6 separate regions of the Mus musculus genome follow, and regions 1, 2, 3, 5 and 6 are each linked to region 4. The links are chromatin contacts, called in public ChIA-PET, Hi-C and promoter capture Hi-C maps. All regions are on one chromosome and are shown on one strand. The core of a region is the stretch at or near the end of the contact, and the rest is flanking DNA. Distances in the headings are between cores, read along the strand shown. Region 1 holds the start of Nap1l1 (nucleosome assembly protein 1-like 1). Region 2 holds the start of Zdhhc17 (zinc finger, DHHC domain containing 17). Region 3 has its middle 19 kb from the start of Gm29916. Region 4 holds the start of Glipr1 (GLI pathogenesis-related 1 (glioma)). Region 5 holds the start of Osbpl8 (oxysterol binding protein-like 8). Region 6 holds the start of Atxn7l3b (ataxin 7-like 3B).

Region 1 (3,374 bases), core at 419-2,918, 520 kb before region 4:
TAGATTTCCCATGTGACCTTGAACAACTTGACTAATGCTAATTACAGACATTTTAAAGTTTCAGGGAAACTAATAGATGTCCCAGGATCTTTCCTTTAAAAACAAACAAACCAATAAGCAAGCCCCCAAAAAACCTTTGACAAGTCCAAAAGCTTTGCTTAGCTTTAAGATAGGGTCTCACTACGTAGCCAGGCTGCAGTAGAGTTGAAAATCCTCCTGTCTTTATCTCCAGAGTTCTGGCTTAACTGGTGTGTGACACCACACTCCACTTTCCCCCAGAGACCTTTGTGTGCATTCCAGATACTGATAGTTATCTTGTTGGAAATTAACAGTGATTTTTTTTTTTTTTCTGCTACAGGGCCTTAAATATTCCGCGCTGACCTGGAACTCTCTATGACCCTAAATTCCTTATCCCTGTGCCTCTATCTCTGCAGGGGTGCAACTCCAGAAATGAAGCCATGTGTGGGCTATGTGATGCTGTGGTTTGAACCTGGGGCCTTCATGCATCTTAGGCAGGCACTCTTACCAAATGAGCTACATCCAAAGGACTCAAAGAGTAGTTATTCTTTCACTAAAATACTAGCACATAGCCTTTTGTATGCACATACTACTTTTTGCCAAGTTCTTCCATGCCTGATTTCACAACAGATAACCAGATTCTCCTGTCTGTCTGTTTGTATTTCCAATGTTGCCCTATCTCACGACTTGTAGTGTCTGGAAGACTCCAGTGAAGGCTTGTGGGAGGATGGGAATGTAAAATGTAGACAGTGCCTTAGTATTATAGACAGATTAACCTCCCACCATAAAGACCACACTTGGAGCACAGCTGTTTGATTTGACGATCTCAAATTGTGGCACATAGCCACTCTCTGAAAGATTTAAAATCTGATACCTGCAGGGCCTCACTGTGGCCCTACCTAAAAAACAAAACCCCAAAGCACCAAACATAGTTAACAGAACAGGTGATTTGTAGTCAACTGAAAAATAGCTGCAAGATTTCATGAGCTTAAGGGTTGATTTACTTTTTCAGGAAGATGAAAAATTGGTATGCTGATTATTTTCATTATAAAGCAGTAATACGCAAAAATACGCTCTTTACTTCCATCAAATGAACTAAAGCAGAGATGAAGGGTTGTGTATCAGGTAAACGTGATGTGGAACACCCTAAAAGGCGTAGAGGCGCCCCGAGTTAGAAGCAAAACCAGCCGAAGACGCTGCCGCGGTGGTCACAAGAAAAGAGTTGTTAGTTCTCAGCTAGAGTGGGAAAATGGTTTCAGAGGAGAAGGGGGTGGGGAGAGGGGAGAGGCGTGCTGGGATTAGGTCTGGATGCGGATGGGAATCCTAGCCAGGATACTGCAAGCCTGCCACTAGGCTGTGTCCCTAACCCAGGCGGGCAAGGAGAACCAGGAGCGGGACCTATGGGTCGTCGCTGTGGGATTGGGATTTCCATCGCAGCGTAGAAGGGAGAAGAGATGGCGAGCACAAGACCGCCACAGGCGGGAAGCCTAAGGTGCCGGGGAAGAAGGACGGCTCTGTAACCAGGCAACAAGGCCCAGGCCCGCCTCCCGCTCCCGTTGCTACGCAACGCCGAGGCCAGGGGGAGGGCGTCGGAGCAGCCCTACGTGCTGACGCTAATTGTATATGAGCGCGAGCGGCGGGCTCTCGGGTCTTTTTTAGCGCCATCTGCTCGCGGCGCCGCCTCCTGCTCCTCCCGCCGCCGCCGCTGCCGCCGCCCTGAGTCACTGCCTGCGCAGCTCCCGCCGCCCGGCTCCGCGTCCGAGCCTCCTGGAACGGTAACGGCTGGGGGCCGGGAGGGCCGGGTGGCGGGGGCCTGCGAGGTGTCGGGCTGAGGCCGCGGGGTGAGCGCTCCGGAGCGGCCATGCGGCCTGAGGGACCCCGGGGAGCGCCGGCGGCTGCGGGGCGCGCGGGACGGCGAGGCCGCGGGAGAGCGGAGGAGGAGGAGGAGGCCACGCCGCGGGGCGCCCTGGGTCGCCCGGCCGCCTCTGCCTCGGTGGAGCCCACCGCGAGGGCAACCCCGGCGAGGCGGGCCGCGGGGATGGGGGACATGGAAGGAACGGTGGCCGCGCGAGTTCCGCCCGCAGGGAGGGGCTGTGCAGGCCGCGCGGCCTCGGCGCGCAGGAGCCGGGGCACGTGGGGACCGCGCCGCGGGCGGCCGGAGACCCCTGCCGGGGCCCACCCGACACCTCCGTCGGAGTTGGAGGAGGAGGAGGGGTCGCCACGAGTACCAGTCCCGCCACGGTCTCACCGGCTCCCTGGGTCTTCCTGGAGGGAACTGTGCTAGCGGATGGGAGGATGGAGGGGCGAGCAGCCTCCACCGCCAGGGTTATAAGGGGTTAACACGTGCAAAGCGTTCAGCCTAGCTATTTTTTTTTTTTTTTTTTTTTAACAAAAGATCTTGTTTTGTGTCTCACAGGTACAGTTAGAACTTCGATGGGTAACGTGGCCGGGGTATATTTGTGTGGAGAGACTTAATCCTAGTCTCCTTAAACCTCCAGATGGTTCTGAGACGAAAACTAAGAAGGGCTGGCTTGTTGGGGGTGGGGAGTGGGGTTCGAGTTTAATAGACCAACAGCGTGGTTCTTCCCTTCAGGCAGCACCCCCTCCCTCCCCCCAGAATTCTCACTAGGGATGAAGTGGAAGGACCATGGGGTGGAACAAGGCATTAATAATATACTGACCAAGCTCAGTGCGCCACATTTCTGTAAAGATCTCAGGAGTGGCATCGGAGGGAGGGCGGAGACAGGTCCTGTCCAGAGGGCAGGGCTTCCCAGACTAAAAGGATGCACCAGGCATACAGGCTATCTTCCAGGGCTAACTACTTCAGACTGTCTCCTGTCTCTAAATTCCAAAATGAGAAACGTTTTAAAGACTTTCCCAACACCTCTAATTTCAGGAGAGCCAACATAAAGTTTACCACTTTTGAAAATAGACGCCATCAAAACACCTTCCCAAACTTAATATCCAAAGAATACTTTGGATTAGAGGAGTGCCTAAAATTTACATTTTTTTGTTTTTTGATTTTTTTGGGGGGGGCGGGATGGGGTGGGGGTGGTGGTTTCCAGACAGGGTTTTTCTGTGTAGCCCTGGCTGTCCTAGAACTCATTCTGTACACCAAACTGGCCTGGAACTCAGAAACCCACCTGCCTCTGCCTCCCAAGTGCTGGGATTAAAGGCGTGCACCTTTAATTTTAAAACTACCAGTAAATGGGAGGTTTCAGTGGTCTTGGAATTCTTATCTTCAGACTTGTTTATGGTTGAAGTGTCTATCCCAGATTTAAACTGTACAACTACTTTAAGTCTGGATTGGAGGGATTTAATCTAGCAGTAGTGGGGACTTAGACATCTGTCATCAA
Region 2 (3,418 bases), core at 750-3,249, 990 kb before region 4:
AGCAATCTCTAGATTTACTAGTAGGTTAAGAAAAACAACAACTGTTTTGAGACACAGTGCCCCTATGCAGCCCTGGCTGGCCTGGAACTTGCTATGTGGATTAGTCTGACTTCAAACTCAGAGACATTCCTGACTCCCAAGTACTGGGTGTGAATGACCACACCCTGCAAAATTATGTTTAGGGTAACAAACAACATACATTTTTACAAAGAGGAAAGGTTTTTGTTTTTGTTTTTGTTTTTTTGTGTGTGTGTGTGTGTGTGTGTGTGTGTATAGTTTGGTCTCACTGAGCCACAAGCTGGCTTCCAACACATTATACTCTCAAAGATAGCTTTGAGCTCCTAATCCGTCTCTCTCTACCTCCAAACATCCACTGAGTGCCACAGTACATTAAAATACATAAGACACTTTTAAGTGCTTGAAATATACCCACAGGAACCGATGAGCAGAAATATTCCTTAACCCCAAATACAACACAACATCTGAAAACTTTCTGGACATATTTTAGGACCTTGTGTAAACCAAAAGAAATCTTTCTAAGTTTATTGCCACTTTAATTTTTCAGAAAGTTTCTTCTTACTGCATAGCTGTGTCAGAAACCCAAAACAGTCTTTTCTAATGAGACTTGTCTCAGCATATATTTCTAAGAAACTGTCTCAGTTTGTGTGTGTGTGTGTATGTGTGTGTGTGTGTGTGTGTGTGTGTGTGTGTGTGTGTATGATCAAGTTAAGAGATAATAGGGTATTAATACGAAAGTGGTCCTTTGTATTTACAATTAAAAAAAAAAAAACAAGACACAAAAGCCAGGAAGAAATAAAATCAATCGAATGCAAAGTAACCACGTTTATTCGAACACCACGGATCTGGACACCATTCTCAACCTCAAAACACGACCTGAGTTCTGCAGGAAGCTGCGCTACACTTTCCTGCCCTCCCCGCATCTCACCGTGCACCGATGATAATAATAATAATAATAATAATAATAATAATAATAATCAACAAACCTGGATACACAAAGAATTGCTTCCAGGCCTTTACTAAACACAAACTCAGCTACAAACTGGGAGGTAAACAACGGGCAGAACCTGACGGCTCCGGCAGAGAAAACTGTTCCCGTCCAGGAGATACAAAAGAAAAAACGGTGGGAAACGTGTTGCGCTGTCTACCCTCCCTGACAGTCCCCAAACAGCGCTACTTTGTGACAAGCTAATGGGTGCGTGCGTTTATTCGCCAAAGTTCAGACCCTCTCTCTTTTTGTTTTTTTGTTGTTTTCTTTTCTTTTCTTTTTAATAGCCTAAGGGCAAACACACCCCGAAATTCGCTGTCCCCAGCGGCGAGCTGGTTGCTATGGCATAATCTGGAAGGACATCACTTTGCCCAGGAAAACTACGATCCCCGGGGAACGAGTGAACTGATGGGAAGGGTCGTGTCATCCGCCACCGAGAAAGAGGGGACGAGGAGAGAGTTAAAACCAAACAGCAGATCGGCTGCCTCCCCTGCCTGGGGAGGCTTGGAGCGAGACCAGGGGCTCCGGCCGAGGTTCCAAAGTGTCAGCAGGCCCCCGTCGCCCCTGCACCCGCAGGCAGCGCGGCGACACCACAGGACCATCGCCATCCCCACCTCTGTCCTCCAGGCACCGCCAGGGACGGCGTCCCAGAGCCCGCCCCGGCCGGGCCCGCCCCGCTATCTCCTCCCCCGTTATCCGCTCGCTCGCCGCCGCGCTCGGGCCTGGACTCGCTTTCTTCAGCCTCCCCCGGGGTCCCGCCACAGGTCACCGCGCCGGACGCCTCGGCCGCCGCCCCGGGCGAGGCTGAGGGAGCGAGGCCGCGGGACCGCAGGGTCCCGGGAAGGCGCTCGGCGCCGTCCCTCACCTCCGGGTGGAGAAGGGGCACGCAGCCCGTTTCGGTCTCGTACTCATCCGGGCCGTCCGCCATCTTGGTGTTAAATCCCTCCTCCCGCTGCATGCTGGGAGAAAGCGTTTCAGCCTCGCGGGGCTCGGCAAGGCGGAGGGCGAGCGCGAGGGCGAGCGCGAGCCCGGATGAGGGCGACGCGGCGCCACCGCCACCGCCGCCACCTCCTCTTCCCTCCGAGCCCCCGGGACGCCCCCTCAGCCCCTCCCGCCGCGGAGGGCGCGGGTCCCGATGCGCGTGCGCCGGCCCGGCCCGACCCGGCCCGGGGCTGGAGTGTGCTCTCTGCTGCACTGCGCCGGGGCAGCGGACCGCGTTGGGCGTGGGCGCCGCGGCCCGGGGGCGGGTCCCGGTCGGAGGCCGATGCTGCTGCTGCTGCTGCTGCTGCTCCTCGGCTCCGGCCACCCGGGAAAGGCCGCGCGCGACACAAGACGGAGATCCAGAGCCGCGCAGGGCAGGGTCCCGAGCCTTCCAAGGGCTGGAAGGGCTTAGGGTGTGACCCTGGGAGAGCAAGGATGCGTTCTCCTCGCCTCCGCACCTGTGCCTCGGGGACACCGGGAGAAGCAAGGACAAAAAAAAAAAAAAAAAAAATTGGCTTCCTTGAAAAAGCTTTTGTTGTGTGATGCCCTCTTTGCGATTGAGCTAGGGCATTTTTTTTTAAAATCCTTGCTTTTGACAAGGTCAAAGCCCCACACTTTCCCATCTGCTGCATTTTAATAGGGACCCGGGGATTCAAAAGTGAAACCTTTTTAAAATGAAAGCTCTAGAGTGTGACCCAGATAAAAATGATTAAAGCCGGCTTTAAGAGGATATTGGGGTTGGGAGGGGGCTGATGGAACAATTGCAGAAAGGATTTGTTTCTGGTTTGGGCTACTAGGGATTGTAAATCTCTACAGCGCCAGGGAACATTTAGCAAAGAGCGATCTGATTAGAGATTCTGATACTAACCAGTCCCCTGTCAAAGCCAAATCAGCCAAAGATCACCAGAGGGGAAAAAACCTGCAGTCGGACAAAGCCAGATTTACTGGTAGATCGGGAGGAAGGCACGTCAGAGGAAAAAAGGATGGGGCATGGAAGAGGAAACCCCTTTGTAAGGTTTATATTCCCGCCAAAAGAATCTGAGGAGGGTCTGGGGAGAGCTGAGATCGGTTCTGGATTGGACATAATCGATTCTGAGGAGGTGAGGAAAAACCAGGAGTAACAAGGCATTGGACGAGATCACGAGGCTAGGTCCGTTCAATACTGTGCTCTCCCAGTAACAAATGAAAACGGCAAAGTAGACCTAGTATTCGTCGGTAAACGGGCAGTAATCACTCAGAAAAAGGATGAATATGCTATTTTATAGCTGCTTCTGGTGGGGGGAAAGAAGCGGTCTCTTTGGCGCTGCCTGTCTCTGTGTGTATCCTCTCAGCAGGGCTTTTCCTTCCGGCACGGACCGATTTTCTTTTCTTCTTTTTTTTTTTTTCTTTCTTTCTTTTTTTGTCCTGGCAGAAACCAGAAACCATGCAATT
Region 3 (3,024 bases), core at 53-2,552, 890 kb before region 4:
GAACCCCTGAAGGAGAGGGGTAATGCAGAACTACACAAATTACATAGAACAACCTTCTCCCTCTTTCCCTTCTCCCCTCCTTCCTTTTTCTCTCCCCCTCCTTTCTCTTTCTCTCCTTCCTCTTCCCCTTCCCCCCTTTTTTCTCCTCTTTCTCCTCCTATTCTTCTCACTCCTCCCCTCCTCCCTCTCCTCCTCCTTTGCCTCCCACCTGCTCTCCTTCCTCCTCCTCCTTCTCCTCCCCCTTTTCCTCTCCTTCTCTTTTGCTCTCCCAAACTTTATTAATGGAAAAAACAGTGTTGGCCAAGCTATGAAGCACAATCAGTTTTCTGGAATCCCACTTGCAAACACCTGACACTTGGTTTCCAAATGCTCACACAGGAAGCGCACAAGGTTCCGGGTTGGGCTAAACAGGTAAGAAGTTGCAATCCTGATGCTCGCGTGTTCCGGCTTTGCCCAGTCTGTAATCTGTCCTTGAATAGTAATCTTTGCCCAGTAGCTACTATGCCCTCACTCGTTTTGTCTGTTAGCTTGCTGAACTCTTCTTCCCTATGTAGAATTTGAGCCGCCTGGCCAAGAACTGCATTTCTTATGTCAAAACTAGGAATTTGTTTAAAGCAACAGCATGCTCTCTTTTGTATGAGTTGCCTTAGCAGCTATGGCTTGTACTACAGTCTCCTAAAGGAACTGTGGGTTGTCTTAAGCATTCCCAAGCAGCCATGATGAGTTTGAATCTGAAGGAGGCCAGCCACAGCCATTAAATTAACCCTAACGCTGGAATTATTTACATCCATGTTGACCAATGTCCATCTTGAGTTGCAGTTTAAGTAATTTTTGACTTATCAGATTCTAACAATATGTAAAGTTTGAGGTGTCTGTGAGCAGGGCCTCTCTTCTGCTCTGTGAGCTCACCTTGGGGAACTAGGGTCTCAGATAACTCAGAAAACCACAGCGGTTGGAGCCAGTGGCTTTCAGGTTCTCTTCTCACGAACTGGAAGAATGAATTCCATGACTCACAGAGGGTGAGTTTTAGTAAGAACGGTTCTATTGCAGAAAACTCAAAAAGGAAAAAGTCAGGGTCCCCATGCCACTGGGTTCCCAGAAAGTGGGATTCCAGTGAGTCTCCCAATGAGACCTCACTGGATGGAGGCCTGGAGCTGGGGTGAGCCGATCAAGCCCGCTCCCATTCCTGGTCTCAGCCCTGACATCATATTTGGTTTCTGGGAAAAGGGTTCCTTTAGGCCAAGGGAGATAAGGCAAAACTGCTTCTATTTCCTGGCACCCGTGGCCTCTGGCCAGGACAGAACCGAAAGCACTTAGGCTTAAATATCTCTGGCATCTTTGGCCTCCAGCGAGGAGGATGCAGCTGGTGGGACCCAGAGTATTTCCTGCTTTAGCAGAGGGGAATCTGTGCGTGTTTGGAGCCGATTAATCCTGCATTGATGCGGTAGTTTCCATGTGTGGTTCTTGTTACCAAGTTTGTTTTCCAACAGTGTTTCTTTATCCAAGACTAAGCGTAAAACCAAGCCACCAATCAGCAGCTTCTTGCGCATTCCGAATCTTGAAAGGAAAGCGAACGCCTCCGAGACACTTTTCAAAGAACTTGGACCAGTCACTGCTGTGGATGTTTCTTAAATCACCTATGCCTTCAATCTTATGAGCGTCAGACTTTCTGGTCTTCAAGACAGACAATCAAGTTTCTAAATTCTGTTTCATCTTTGCAGGTGAAGCAGACAGGATTCTGGCAGCGGAATCAAAAGCTTGCTTCATTCAGAACGTGCCCCCCCCCGCCCCCCCCCCGCCCCCCCGTCTCTCAGGTTGCTGCCCCGCCCCCAGCCCCACCCAGGTGTAGTAGCCGCAAGCTGAGGGATAATATAGATAATATTGATTCTCTGATCCTTTATAGTCGTGCTTTTGTTTTGATCCATGAACTGACCGGATGTAGACTGGCCCCCTCCGCTCCTCATACTCAAATCCATGTAAGAAAGGGGAGGCTTGTAGGTGTCAGAAATGGAAAGACTCAAATTCAGAGTAGCGAGTGAGTAGTGCCAAAGCTGGGGGTGTCACGGTCACAGAGCACCCAGGATTGGCTATTGTCAAGCGGCATGGCGTGAGTCATCAGACTTCACGTCCGTCCGTCCGACCGTGAGGCAGCAACCGCAGAGAATAAGCAGCTGACTTAGCTAAGAGAAGTGCTCCGTTAGCTTCCTGAACATGAGCAAGAAGTCTGTGCTGGTCAGTATTGCGTTAGCTTGACACAGCTAGGGCAATCTGGGAAGAGAGAAAAATGCCTCCATCTGATTGGCCGGTGAGCAAGTCTGTGGGGGAGCATTCTCTTCACCAATGATCCATGTGGAATAGTCCAGACCACTCCTGGGTTGATAGTTCTGGGATGAATAAAAATAAATAAATAAGCTCAGCAACCAGGAGCAAGTTTCTAAACTGCGTTCCTCCATTACCTCTGAGTCCTGCCTGGATTTCCCTTCCTGGTGGATTATAACTTGGGTTAACCCTTTCCTCTCCCAGGTTACTCTTGGCCGTGATATTTATCACAGCAATAGAGAGCAAACGAGGAGCCTCTGGTGGGAGCCTCGGGTTTGAGAGTTCAGTCCATGCTCAGCTTGGTCTGTTGTTTTTAAGTCCGTGACAAGGCAAAAGCATCATGGGAGAAAGCTGTGACAGAAGAAAATGGTCCCCATTATGGCTGCACAATGTGAAGGAGTCTAGAACATTCTTTTAGGAGTAATTAACTCTATTTTCTTATTTTTATAGTTATCTTATTTATATAGTAATACAAAGCAAAGTTGCATGCAGAATTCATTCAGATCATTTAATAGCTTCAGTTTTAGTCCTTTTATATGCGTTTGGAGATTTATGTAAAGAGAAGTTATTAATATGTGGTCAGAGCAATTACTGTACTCCAGGAGGGCTGTGAAACACACATGCAGACAGACAGACAGACAGACAGACACACACACACACACACACACACACACACACTCAAGAAATAGAGTTTTCCTCAAGCTG
Region 4 (3,307 bases), core at 352-2,851:
TGGTCTACAGAGTGAGTTCCAGGACAGCCAGGGCTATACAGAGAAACCCTGTCTCGAAAAAACCAAAAATAAAAAGGAAGAAAATAGAAAATATATAGCAGCTACTCATGCATCAGCAGATTAATACCTAAAATGTATGAAGAGCTAAAAGCATTAAACCCTAAAAGGTGAGAAATCCAACAACCAACAGATGGGTTGAACACGGTCCTTCAGAGAAGCATAGCTCAACATCCTTAGCCATTAGGGAAATCTGACTGGTAAGTCCCCTGGTATGTGGGTGGAGAAAAAGCCTTACATGCTGCTGATAGGTCTGTAAATTAGCTCAGCCACTATGGAAATCAGTATCACCACAAACTATAAACATAAGACTAGCGTGTGATTCAGCTACGGCATGTTTGGGCTTGTCTCTACAGGGATGGAAGTCAGCACGTCTTGAGTATTTGCATATCCATGTTTTTTTTTTTTTTTTTTTTTTTTTTGTGGCACTACTCACAACCTCCAAGCTATGGATTACACCCAGTGGTTCCCCAAAAGATGAAAGAGTAAGGAAAATAGCTTGTGTACAGATATGTCTATATAGACAAACTGAATGGTATTGTTGAGTCGCCAAGAACAAAATTATGACATTTGCAGGGAAACAGATGGGATTGGAGATCATCACACTAAGTAGCATAAAGCAGACGCAGGCGGAAAAGCATCATGACCTCTTATATGTGAAGTGTAGAGGAAAACAACCGAAGACCACAGAAACGTAGCAGGGGAAAGCGATCAGAGGAAGAGGGCCAAGAGGCCAACGGAATGAGTGTAGCCTAAGCACACTGAATTATCATAATGAAAGACCATTATTTTACACAGCATATATAATGAAAAAAAAAAGAACCCTTAAGACACAAAAAAGAAACCTCACAAATATTAACAGGAAAAACCATGACAACAAAGAAGTCTGTTGCTCATGGCTGCGGAAAGGAAGTGTGCAGAAAGAACTGAATCATGCCAGTGGTATTGCTCAAGACAGTCGGGGAAGGTAACGGTCGACTCTGATTGCAAGCTGAGTTTACTGCACACATTCATTACAAGGAAAAAAAAGAAAGCAAATAAGAAAACCACTCAGGGTTACCCAGAAGTCACACCCAAATTAATGCAGGCAAGCTGCTTCTGATTGACATGGGCGACAAGCCCTTGCTAGTGAACTCACCATGTACAGCATATTCCGGGCTGGTGGACTCACTTTTGACCGAAGCTGGTTGTGAACTTGAACACATTCTTTAATGAAGTCCTCGTTTGTTATATCTGGCAAAGTGCTTGCTGTAAATGAAGAACTAGACACAGACGAAGCCATCCAGACTATCACAGCAAGGATGACCTGCATGGTCTCTCTGGTTGCTGCTGGACCTAGAATCCAGAGCTGCGGGGTTCTGATAGAATGCTCGGTTCTCTCAGTCTGCAGACTGTTTCCCTGTTGGAGCTCGGATTAACCCAGGGTTGTTTATGCTAGACAAGTGCTCTGCCTCTGAGCTCCATCTTCAGCATGCTGGGTTTTTTTTTTATGACCAGCTTTACAAAGCACAGCCTACTTCAGCTTGAGGAGCCTGAGAGCAGAACATGACGTCACGAAACTTACACCGGACTTCTCCATATATGGCTTGCAGCTCATGGGTTTTTTTTTTTTTTCTTCTCTTTTCTTTTCTTTCTCTTTCTCTCTCTCTCTCTCTCTCTCTCTCTCTCTCTCTCTCTCTCTCTCTCTCTCTCTCTCTCTCTCTCTCTCTGGCAAACAAATAACAAAGGTTACTTTAATGAGAGTTGAGTAGAGAATTGTTTTTCTTGTCCAGATTTATAAAACCAAACAAGGTGTGCAAAGCAACATGGTTTGTATTTTATGGTTTCAGAGAAAATGAGACTCTTCACTGTAATTGCACTGAGAATTTTTTTCCTTTCTTTTTTACCTTTTCTATTTTGAAAGGACAACATAAACCCCACTTGTGTCCATTTAAGGGCCAGGCCTGATTTTGAAAAGAAAGCCATAAGGCACCAGCTCCAGGAACAGACCATAAAATCCAGAAACAAGGACATAAAACCACCTCCCAAAGAACAGCCTGGGGACAATCACAAAAATGGGGAAATATCTTATCTCAGAATGGGCTGTCTGGGCTGGGCAGCCCTATCTTATCCTATGGTTAAACATTCATGACACAGGAATGCAGACTGCTGACCACCTGGGACTCCCTAGCACCCAGCAATGAAAATTTAGATTACCTAATCCTTTTGGAGTGTTCCCCTGGTTCCCTATAAGAAGGCCTGTGTGCCTTTGTCTGAGGTCACCATTTCAAAAAATGGCTGACACCCCCCCCCACCCCTTGGTCTTGCCAGTATATGTTCTTTGGTTGGTGGTTCAGTCTCTGAGAGCTCCCAGAGGTCCAGGTTAGTTGACTTTGTTGGCCCTCCTGTGGGGATTCCATCCTCTTCAATCTTTCATCAACTCTTCCAAAAAAGTCCCCTACCTCTTTCCAATGCTTGGCTGTAGATATCTGCATCTGTTTTAGTCAGCTGCTGGGTGGAGCCTCTCACAGGACAGTTATACTAGGCTCCTTTCTACAACCATAACAGAGTACCATTAATAATGTTAGGGATTGGTTCTTGCCAATGGGCTGGGTTTCAAGTTGGGTTGATTATTGGTTGGTCATTCTTTCAGTCTCTGCTCCATCTTTGTTCCTGCATTTCTTTAGACAGGACAAATTTTGGGCCAAAAGTTTTGTGGGTAGGTTAGTGTCTTTATCCCTCTACTAAGGGTTCTGAGGGCTAATATGCAAAATCTATAAAGAACTCAAGAAGTTAGACTCCAGCAAACCAAATAACCCAGTTAAAAACGGGGTACAGAGCTAAACAGAGAATTCTCAACACAGGAAACTCAAATGACCAAAAAAGCACTTAAAGAAATGCCTCAACATCCTTAGTTATGAGAGAAATGCAAATCAAAACAATCCCGAGATTCCCACTTTACACAAACCAGAAGGGCTAAGATAAAAAACTCAAGCGACAGCACATGCTGGCAAGGACTGGAGCAAGGGGAACACTCCTCCACTGCTGGTGGGAGTGCAAATCTATATAACCATTCTGGAAATCAATTTGTTGATTTCTCAGAAAATTGGAAATAGTTTTACCTGAAGACCCAGCTATATTGCTCCTAGGCATAATACATCCAAAAGATGCTCTACAACCCTACAAGGACACGTGCTTCACTATGTTCATAGCAGATTTCTTCTTAATAGACAGAAACTGGAAACAACCCAAATGTCCCTAAACTAAAGAA
Region 5 (3,320 bases), core at 128-2,627, 830 kb before region 4:
AGTTCCAGGACATCTAGGGTTACACAGAGAAACCCTGTCTCTTTGAAAAACAAAACAAAACAAAACAATCAAGCAAGAAAAACAAACAAAACAAGAAAACAATAAACTTCCCTTATGTTTATGTAAAATACAAATATAATTTCTTAGGTTTCTTAACAGAAGAATGTGGCAGAATCTTTCCCTCATTGGAACAGTCCTTCATGACAAAATCTAATTGTTTTTCAAATGTTAACATAGCTGCATCAAGATGTGTTTTAAAGATCAGCGGCCTGGCATTATTTAACTGAGCAGTAAATTGCTCTTTCTTTGGGCAACAAAATGGCCACGTCTGCAAATTTTTTAGAGCTGCTATGAAATACATCAGTAACAGGCAGAATCCTATGGCCTACTTAAGTATCCAAACGATCAGAATGTCATCTGATTTCCTGTCAAGAAATGTAATGGAAATTGTGTAAAGTTAAAAAAAAAATTCTTGGTTCCAGAGTAGAAGGATAAAGGAATAAGGAATTGAATTTTTATCGTAGAGAATGGCCTTGTTAGAGGCAGCTCATTCCTCCTTCTGCACTGTTAGGTCGCTTTTCTCTTCTTCTGTATTGTAACTGGCTTTCTTCCAGTGATGAGTTCTGCCCCTTTCCTCTCCACAGGATGGGGAGGGATTTCTGGGGTCATGGTTAAAAAAACAAAAAACAAAAAAAGCCAAGAGTTGAGGTACAAAACAACAACAACAACAACAAAATCCGAAGAGTTAAATTAGGCTTTCTGTTCAAATTGAGAGGTACTATCAACTTGCCACGTCGCTAAAACCGTCACCAACCTCACTGTAAAACTTCATGACTGTAAAAGCTGGCACCCAGGATTCTGAACATGACTAGGAACAATAACAAGAAAGCCTGCTAGGCTATTTTCATCCCAGCGTGACTGAAGTCTACATCTCAAACCTCCTGTGAGGCCAACAGCTAATGAGACACCACAGTGAACGTGTCATTGGAACTTAGGCAGCAGGGACTCCTGGCTGCTTCTCAAGCCCCAATTTCTCCTGGCAGCCTCCTCTGTGGGCCCGGCCAGAGGTCGGGAGGCGGGTCCTGCCCAGCGAGCACTTCAGAGACCTGCGGGTAGCCGGCCCTCCACCCCAGGGCTTCCTGAGAGGGAACCTCGAGGGCGGGGAGGGGAGCGGAGGGGAGGTGACATGACAGCTCGCCATCACCACGAGCTGCCAGCAGCTGCCTCTGCGCGCCCGCCCAGCAGAAGCTACCCGGGGACCGCCTCCTTGCGGCGTCACGTGACGGGAAGGGGGCGTGGCCCAGGCCCGGGCTGGGGGCGGGGCTGCGAGAGGGGCGGGCCTTGGGATGTGAAGGCTGGTGGCGGCTCGCGGCGCCCAGAAAGGCGGTGTCAGGGCGGATGACAGCATTCTGCTGCGACGCGCTCCCAGCTGGGCGGCGGTGGTAGCGGCAGCGGCAGCGGCAGCGGCAGCCGGGGCGGCAGCGGCGTTCGACTCGGCCACCGCCGAGAGCGGTAGCGGTAGAGAAGGAAGAGGTTCCGCCCTGGCCCGCGGGCGGAGGAGCCCGAGTTCGCTCGCCGCTCCGGGCCGAGCCCCCGCCGCGGCTCGCCTGTGCTCTCCGTCCGGGCTGGCTCTCAGTTCCCGCGGGCGACCGCAGCCGAGAGAAGTTGAGGAGGGGGGGTCCCACCGGACACTAAGGCCCCGGACTCCGGCGTCCCTGTGATCCCACGGAAGCCTGCTCCCTGCGGGCCGCCTCCTCTGGGGCTCCGCATCGGTGAGTGGCGCTCAGCCCGGTGTTGGGGAGCAGCGGAGTCGTGCCTTTTGGGGTGACTGTAGTCCCTCAGTCCTACGTTCTGAGCTCGGGCTGTGGGCACTCGTGGGTACCCCGCGCCGCGAGTTCCCCTCCTGCCTCTCCTTTGTCCCTTCTGAGAGGGAGATTGGCAGGGCTGGCGGGGGTGGCGTGTTTTTTGGGGCCCGCGGTAGGTGCGTCTGCAGCGGTACAAAGCCCAGTGGGGACCTGGGATGGGGGCGGGGGCGGCTCGGCGGCGTTCCGGGTCCCGAGTGTGTCTGCCCCTCCCGAAGTTTGACAGGGCGACGCCGGGGCTCGCCGGAAGCCCCCCGCGCAGGGGGTGAAAACCTGGCGCTTTGTCGCCCCGGGCGGTTAAGGCAAGGCTTGGGGTTTTCCTGTGACAGCCCCTGAAGAGGTTGTGCCGCTCGCAGGCGGACCGCACCCGCCTTTGCAGAGACTGTCGCGGTGTTCCTTAAACCTCAGCTCCGTTGGCCTTCTTGCCACACTGGAGAAAAGGCGGTGTCTTCGTTGCACTTTTTTTTTTTTTTTTTTTACGTTTTGTTTGCGGCTAAGCTGTGGAGAGTGTAATCAGGTTCCAGGGAGTTTCATATGGAGCATGCTTTTGCTTCATTGAGCAACCCACTCAAGACCGGCTGATGCGAAGCAACAGTAGATGCAGATTTTCCATTCACTAAAGTCATTTAACACTTCTTTGTGAGCGACATCTGCGTCGTGAAACATAACCTAATTTCATTTTAACTAAATGCCGTCTGAAATAAGTTAACTTGGGTTCGTCTCTAAACAGATGGGAACACTTATCTGACGATAGCATATCTGCTTTCAATAACTTAATGAAGTTTGTGCCTTTTTGCTGCTGGAAGACTTAAGTAACAGTAGTATTAGAATACCTTGGGTTAGCAGGGAATTCTTCAAAGTAATTTCACTGTAAACAACCTCAAATTAGTGCAGCCCCAAATTAGTGCAATTAAAGGTCTTTCAAGATAACCATTTAAAATAGTTTTTGCCTCTTGAAGAATTCCAGAGAACAATTGAGGTATAGGTAAATTGCTTGTTACGCTCTCTCTTCCCCTGGGGTTTCATCTAAATTTGATCATGCCGAGAGACTGGGATCAGTTGCTGTGCTTGCTAGAACCTGTTTTGCAGTGAGATTATTAAAATGCTGGTTTTATAAAAACAGGTTTTATAAAAGGAAGGGAAAGGCCATGCAATTTAAAATGCACTCTATTAAAAGACCAACTAATTTCTAACATGTTGCTCTTTCTTTTGGGTAGCAAGTATGTACTCTGTCTTTTGGTAGCAAGAATGACTGCAGTGTGCTTGTTCAAAGTGTTAGCAAAGGGGATAGATGAAATTTAAGACCTTCCTAAAGCTCTTTAATTATGGAGATTACGTTGTTGCGGTCAAATTCCATGTGAACAGTTTGAGCCCCAGAGATCACAGAGGTGCCTAGAAATGCTGTTTAATTAAACCTGGACATGGTTTGCTCCTTGCATTGAGTTGTGCTCATTACTG
Region 6 (3,038 bases), core at 138-2,637, 930 kb after region 4:
AAAAGAAAATCTTCAGCTGTTTGAAAACCACCTTGTCCTTTGCCAAACCTTTGCCACTCAGTAGGATGGAAAGACAGGTCTTCTGATGAGCCAAAGGCAAGGCCTTGTCCCCACAAAATGCTGGACCTTTGGAAAACAGGTGATTTGGAACTTCTTGAAGACAAGGGCACAAGGGCTTCCCATCGAATTCAAACGGGAATATTAATATTTTTAGTATTTAAGTCACATACCTGACTTCTATTTGTATCAAAGAGGCCCAATTGGAGGCTTAGAAATCAGAGGAGCAGTCCACCGAAGCTGACTGATCAGGGCCTGACCATCAACACCATCTAAAACTTCGAAGGAGGCCCATGACATCAGGCAGATGCAGAATCTGAGAAACAAATAGAATTGTATAGGCTGGGTACACAGCTGCTCACCTGTGTACCGAGGACAGTTCAGGGTCCTTGCACATCCACATGTATTTTATACAGCTCAAAATACAGCACGACGCCTCTGGACCTTCTTCTGCCCAGGATTTCAGAGCTGGCATGGGAGACCCTTTCAAATGGACCGGGATTCCTAAATTCTCCTCTTTGGGTGTTTTGTTCGTTTTACGCCTTCTCGGTTTTTTTTTTTTTTGTATTTTAATGCTAAGATCTTGAAGGGGGGTAAATGGGACTTTTGTTTGCTTTTCCTTTATTTGTTGATTTAATTTTTTTTCTCTCCAACTTAGCTTATTCCTCCAAAGCCACGGGGACCAGTCTCTATTATTGTCCTGGTCACTGTGTCGCCCTCTCTCAGGTGGTGACTACTGGAATTCCGGAGGTGAACGCTGCAGCTCCGTCTGGGGCCCGTCCCCGGGATCCCCAGGAAGGGAGCAGAGCGGGAGGCGGCACGCGCCTTTGTCCTCCACTGGCTGGATGCCGAAATCCTTCACGCTCCCAGTGTCTGCAAACTCCAGGTAGAAGTAGCCACACTTGACCGCCCGGTGCACCTCAAAGCAGAAGCCCAGGCAGGAATCCTCTATCAGGTCTACATAGATCTCCTGGGCGATGGCCTCCAGCTTGTTAGTATCCAGGTTGGCCAACGAAATCTCCTCCATCTTAACCGGCAAGCGACCGTGCGGAGGGCGCTGGCTTTACTCACGGCACACTCGGGCTCCGCTAGGCCTGCAAGGCCTCTCCGGGCCTCGTCCTCCGGGACGGCAACGGCGACGACGGCGGCGTCCGCGGCGACAGCAACCGCCGCTCCGGAGCCCCAACGCTCGCTCGGCTGCGACGATCACCCAAGTTCGGGATTCTGAGCTGCACCCGAGCCCGGCTCGCCGCGAAAACCGTCTCGGCGCCTCACCCAGCCGTTCGGGCCTCTTCCTCTCGCTGACAGTCTGGGCCCGCCCCCCCACTTCCGCCCGGTGCTGCGCCTGCGCACTGGCTCCGCGCGGAGGCTGGGCTTGGGCTCGGGCTCTGGCGCAGTTCGCTGGCCTGGGAGCACTGTTGGTCTGTGCGAGCCAGTGGCGACAACTGGCATTCCTGCCTGTGTCTTTTTCTCTCTCCCGGTTCATAAAATGTTATCGACGATGCTATGGTATTTTGTTTAGGGCTTTAAACGTTCACTAATGCGTTCACCTGTGTTTCAATGATTTCTTACGTAAAAGGAGGAATAATAATTACTTGTCCAGTTGTGTAATCAATCGAATAATGATTTCAGGCATGTTTATCCACATACGACTGAAAATTTGACGTACAGGATTGGCTTGCAGTAATTTACAGTACTGCCGCAGTTGTCATTTAAATCCACTAGATGATGCAAGGAAACAAATTGCCCTATAGTTTATCTTTGAGGCTTTCTTTGAATGAAAACAACTAGAATCCTGACACTAAAGGCATAATTCAAATATATTGATCAAATAAACCTAAGGCATTTATCTCACTTATAAGACCATTAAGTCAGCGTGACTGTAAAGAAATGATTATATACGTCTCCAAATGTGCTACAAGATAAAAATGATGTGCGCTTAGTTTGGGGGAGGCAAAGAGGAGGGGGAAGACTTTCCTAAAGTTACACTGCTTTCACTGTGAGAACTGGAACCGTCCCACCAAATCCTCTGCAGCCAGCTCCTAACAACTTTTCTCATTTGACTCAAGCAAGTCCTTATTCTGTCACTGATAAAACACACTACTAACCACAATGGATCAGAAGATGCTAGCTAGCTATTCCTAAAAAGATTAGTTGTGAATTCAAACATAAGGAAATCACTGTATTCTTTCTTTACTTTTTTCTTTCTTGTTCATTATTTGATCCTCCTCTGCAACTGCTCTACTTTTGCAATTTATCAGAAAGAACTGTGGCTAAGGAAAAACTCAAATCCTCCTTTATAGCTTTCTTATGCAAGATTTCCAGATTAGAGAAAAGCATAAGATGATCATATTTTCCTCAGTACAGAATTACCTTACACTGATTGATTTAGAGTGCAAACTATTTGTAAACAACTGTATTTTCTAGTTGTCTATTTAATTAATTTAGATCTCACAAATTGGCAGATACAAATCATTTAGCTTATGCTACTTAATTTTTTTCTGCCCAGAGTTCTTTTTTTTTAATTTAAAAAAAGACAGAACTTTAAAAAAATTGGACTTTTGTATAATCTAGATGTTCTAGATTCAAAAAATTAACGTATTGACACATTGTGGGATCTGGACATACAATAAACCATGTAATGTTTAAGAGTACATGTTACTGAATCAGACTGCCTCCTACAGTAGATGCCTATGCGAATCTTGTATTGGGATCTGTTTTCTTGACATTTCAGGAATAGGTGTCATCACATAGTTTTGTAGTGAGACACATAGCAATACGTATAAGAATTTTCACATGGTGCTTGCATGATGTATACAGTGGTACAGACTGCCTAGTTAGATAAAGAAAATATAGTTAGGACTTCAAGCATCTTTGCTTTAAACTCTTTCCTCTTCAAACTAAGTGTAAAACTCTACTTTCCAGGTCTAGTACAAATTCAGAGACATTTGTGAAGTTTAGACTTTTTTCTGCAGGTCTTG

The links. Promoter capture Hi-C pulls out the DNA fragments that hold promoters and counts their contacts. Hi-C and Micro-C count contacts between places; a contact is called where the count stands out from the background. ChIA-PET counts read pairs in DNA pulled down with a chosen protein or histone mark.
Region 1: a contact with region 4 is called in a promoter capture Hi-C map of pre-B cells. The contact joins the promoter of Nap1l1 here to the promoter of Glipr1 in region 4. A contact is called at or near these places in 8 of 39 promoter capture datasets (the C10 cell line, the HPC-7 cell line, cranial neural crest and 5 more), 1 of 484 Hi-C or Micro-C datasets (B cells), 5 of 115 datasets of contacts at active chromatin or transcription factors (the 230-238 cell line, CD8 T cells, extraembryonic endoderm stem cells and 2 more) and 2 of 9 other capture datasets (adipose tissue and liver).
Region 2: a contact with region 4 is called in a Hi-C map of B cells, with 10 read pairs. The contact joins the promoter of Zdhhc17 here to the promoter of Glipr1 in region 4. A contact is called at or near these places in 1 of 484 Hi-C or Micro-C datasets (B cells), 3 of 115 datasets of contacts at active chromatin or transcription factors (effector CD8 T cells, large pre-B cells and pancreatic cancer cells) and 2 of 9 other capture datasets (adipose tissue and liver).
Region 3: an RNA polymerase II ChIA-PET map of memory CD8 T cells shows a contact between it and region 4, with 7 read pairs. The contact joins the enhancer-like site here to the promoter of Glipr1 in region 4. A contact is called at or near these places in 2 of 39 promoter capture datasets (the HPC-7 cell line and pre-B cells), 1 of 484 Hi-C or Micro-C datasets (myeloid progenitors), 5 of 115 datasets of contacts at active chromatin or transcription factors (CD8 T cells, effector CD8 T cells, extraembryonic endoderm stem cells and 2 more) and 1 of 9 other capture datasets (liver).
Region 5: an RNA polymerase II ChIA-PET map of memory CD8 T cells shows a contact between it and region 4, with 114 read pairs. The contact joins the promoter of Osbpl8 here to the promoter of Glipr1 in region 4. A contact is called at or near these places in 1 of 39 promoter capture datasets (pre-B cells), 2 of 484 Hi-C or Micro-C datasets (B cells and the G1E-ER4 cell line), 5 of 115 datasets of contacts at active chromatin or transcription factors (effector CD8 T cells, extraembryonic endoderm stem cells, large pre-B cells and 2 more) and 3 of 9 other capture datasets (adipose tissue, liver and macrophages).
Region 6: an RNA polymerase II ChIA-PET map of memory CD8 T cells shows a contact between it and region 4, with 6 read pairs. The contact joins the promoter of Atxn7l3b here to the promoter of Glipr1 in region 4. A contact is called at or near these places in 2 of 484 Hi-C or Micro-C datasets (CD4 T cells and natural killer cells) and 1 of 115 datasets of contacts at active chromatin or transcription factors (memory CD8 T cells).

The regions. Positions count from the first base shown.
Region 1 is chr10:111,471,559-111,474,932 of GRCm38.p6, forward strand. Nap1l1 (nucleosome assembly protein 1-like 1) reads left to right here and starts at 1,669. Exons shown (of 16, transcript NM_015781.5): 1 at 1,669-1,793.
Region 2 is chr10:111,008,067-111,011,484 of GRCm38.p6, forward strand. It overlaps Zdhhc17 (zinc finger, DHHC domain containing 17), which reads right to left and starts at 2,000. Exons shown (of 17, transcript NM_172554.2): 1 at 1,872-2,000. The coding sequence starts at 1,964.
Region 3 is chr10:111,101,134-111,104,157 of GRCm38.p6, forward strand. No RefSeq gene overlaps it. Among named protein-coding and RNA genes, the nearest start is that of Gm29916, 19 kb to the left of the region's middle. Within about 2 kb of position 1,303, at least 141 of the 459 cell types and tissues checked have an H3K27ac peak or open chromatin away from gene starts, as enhancers often do. A contact at or near this core is called in the HPC-7 cell line, effector CD8 T cells, liver and 2 more, where this site is marked.
Region 4 is chr10:111,995,663-111,998,969 of GRCm38.p6, forward strand. It overlaps Glipr1 (GLI pathogenesis-related 1 (glioma)), which reads right to left and starts at 1,602. Exons shown (of 6, transcript NM_028608.3): 1 at 1,196-1,602. The coding sequence starts at 1,369.
Region 5 is chr10:111,163,425-111,166,744 of GRCm38.p6, forward strand. Osbpl8 (oxysterol binding protein-like 8) reads left to right here and starts at 1,378. Exons shown (of 24, transcript NM_175489.3): 1 at 1,378-1,772.
Region 6 is chr10:112,927,639-112,930,676 of GRCm38.p6, forward strand. It overlaps Atxn7l3b (ataxin 7-like 3B), which reads right to left and starts at 1,388. Exons shown (of 1, transcript NM_001033474.2): 1 at 1-1,388. The coding sequence starts at 1,084. The coding sequence ends at 791.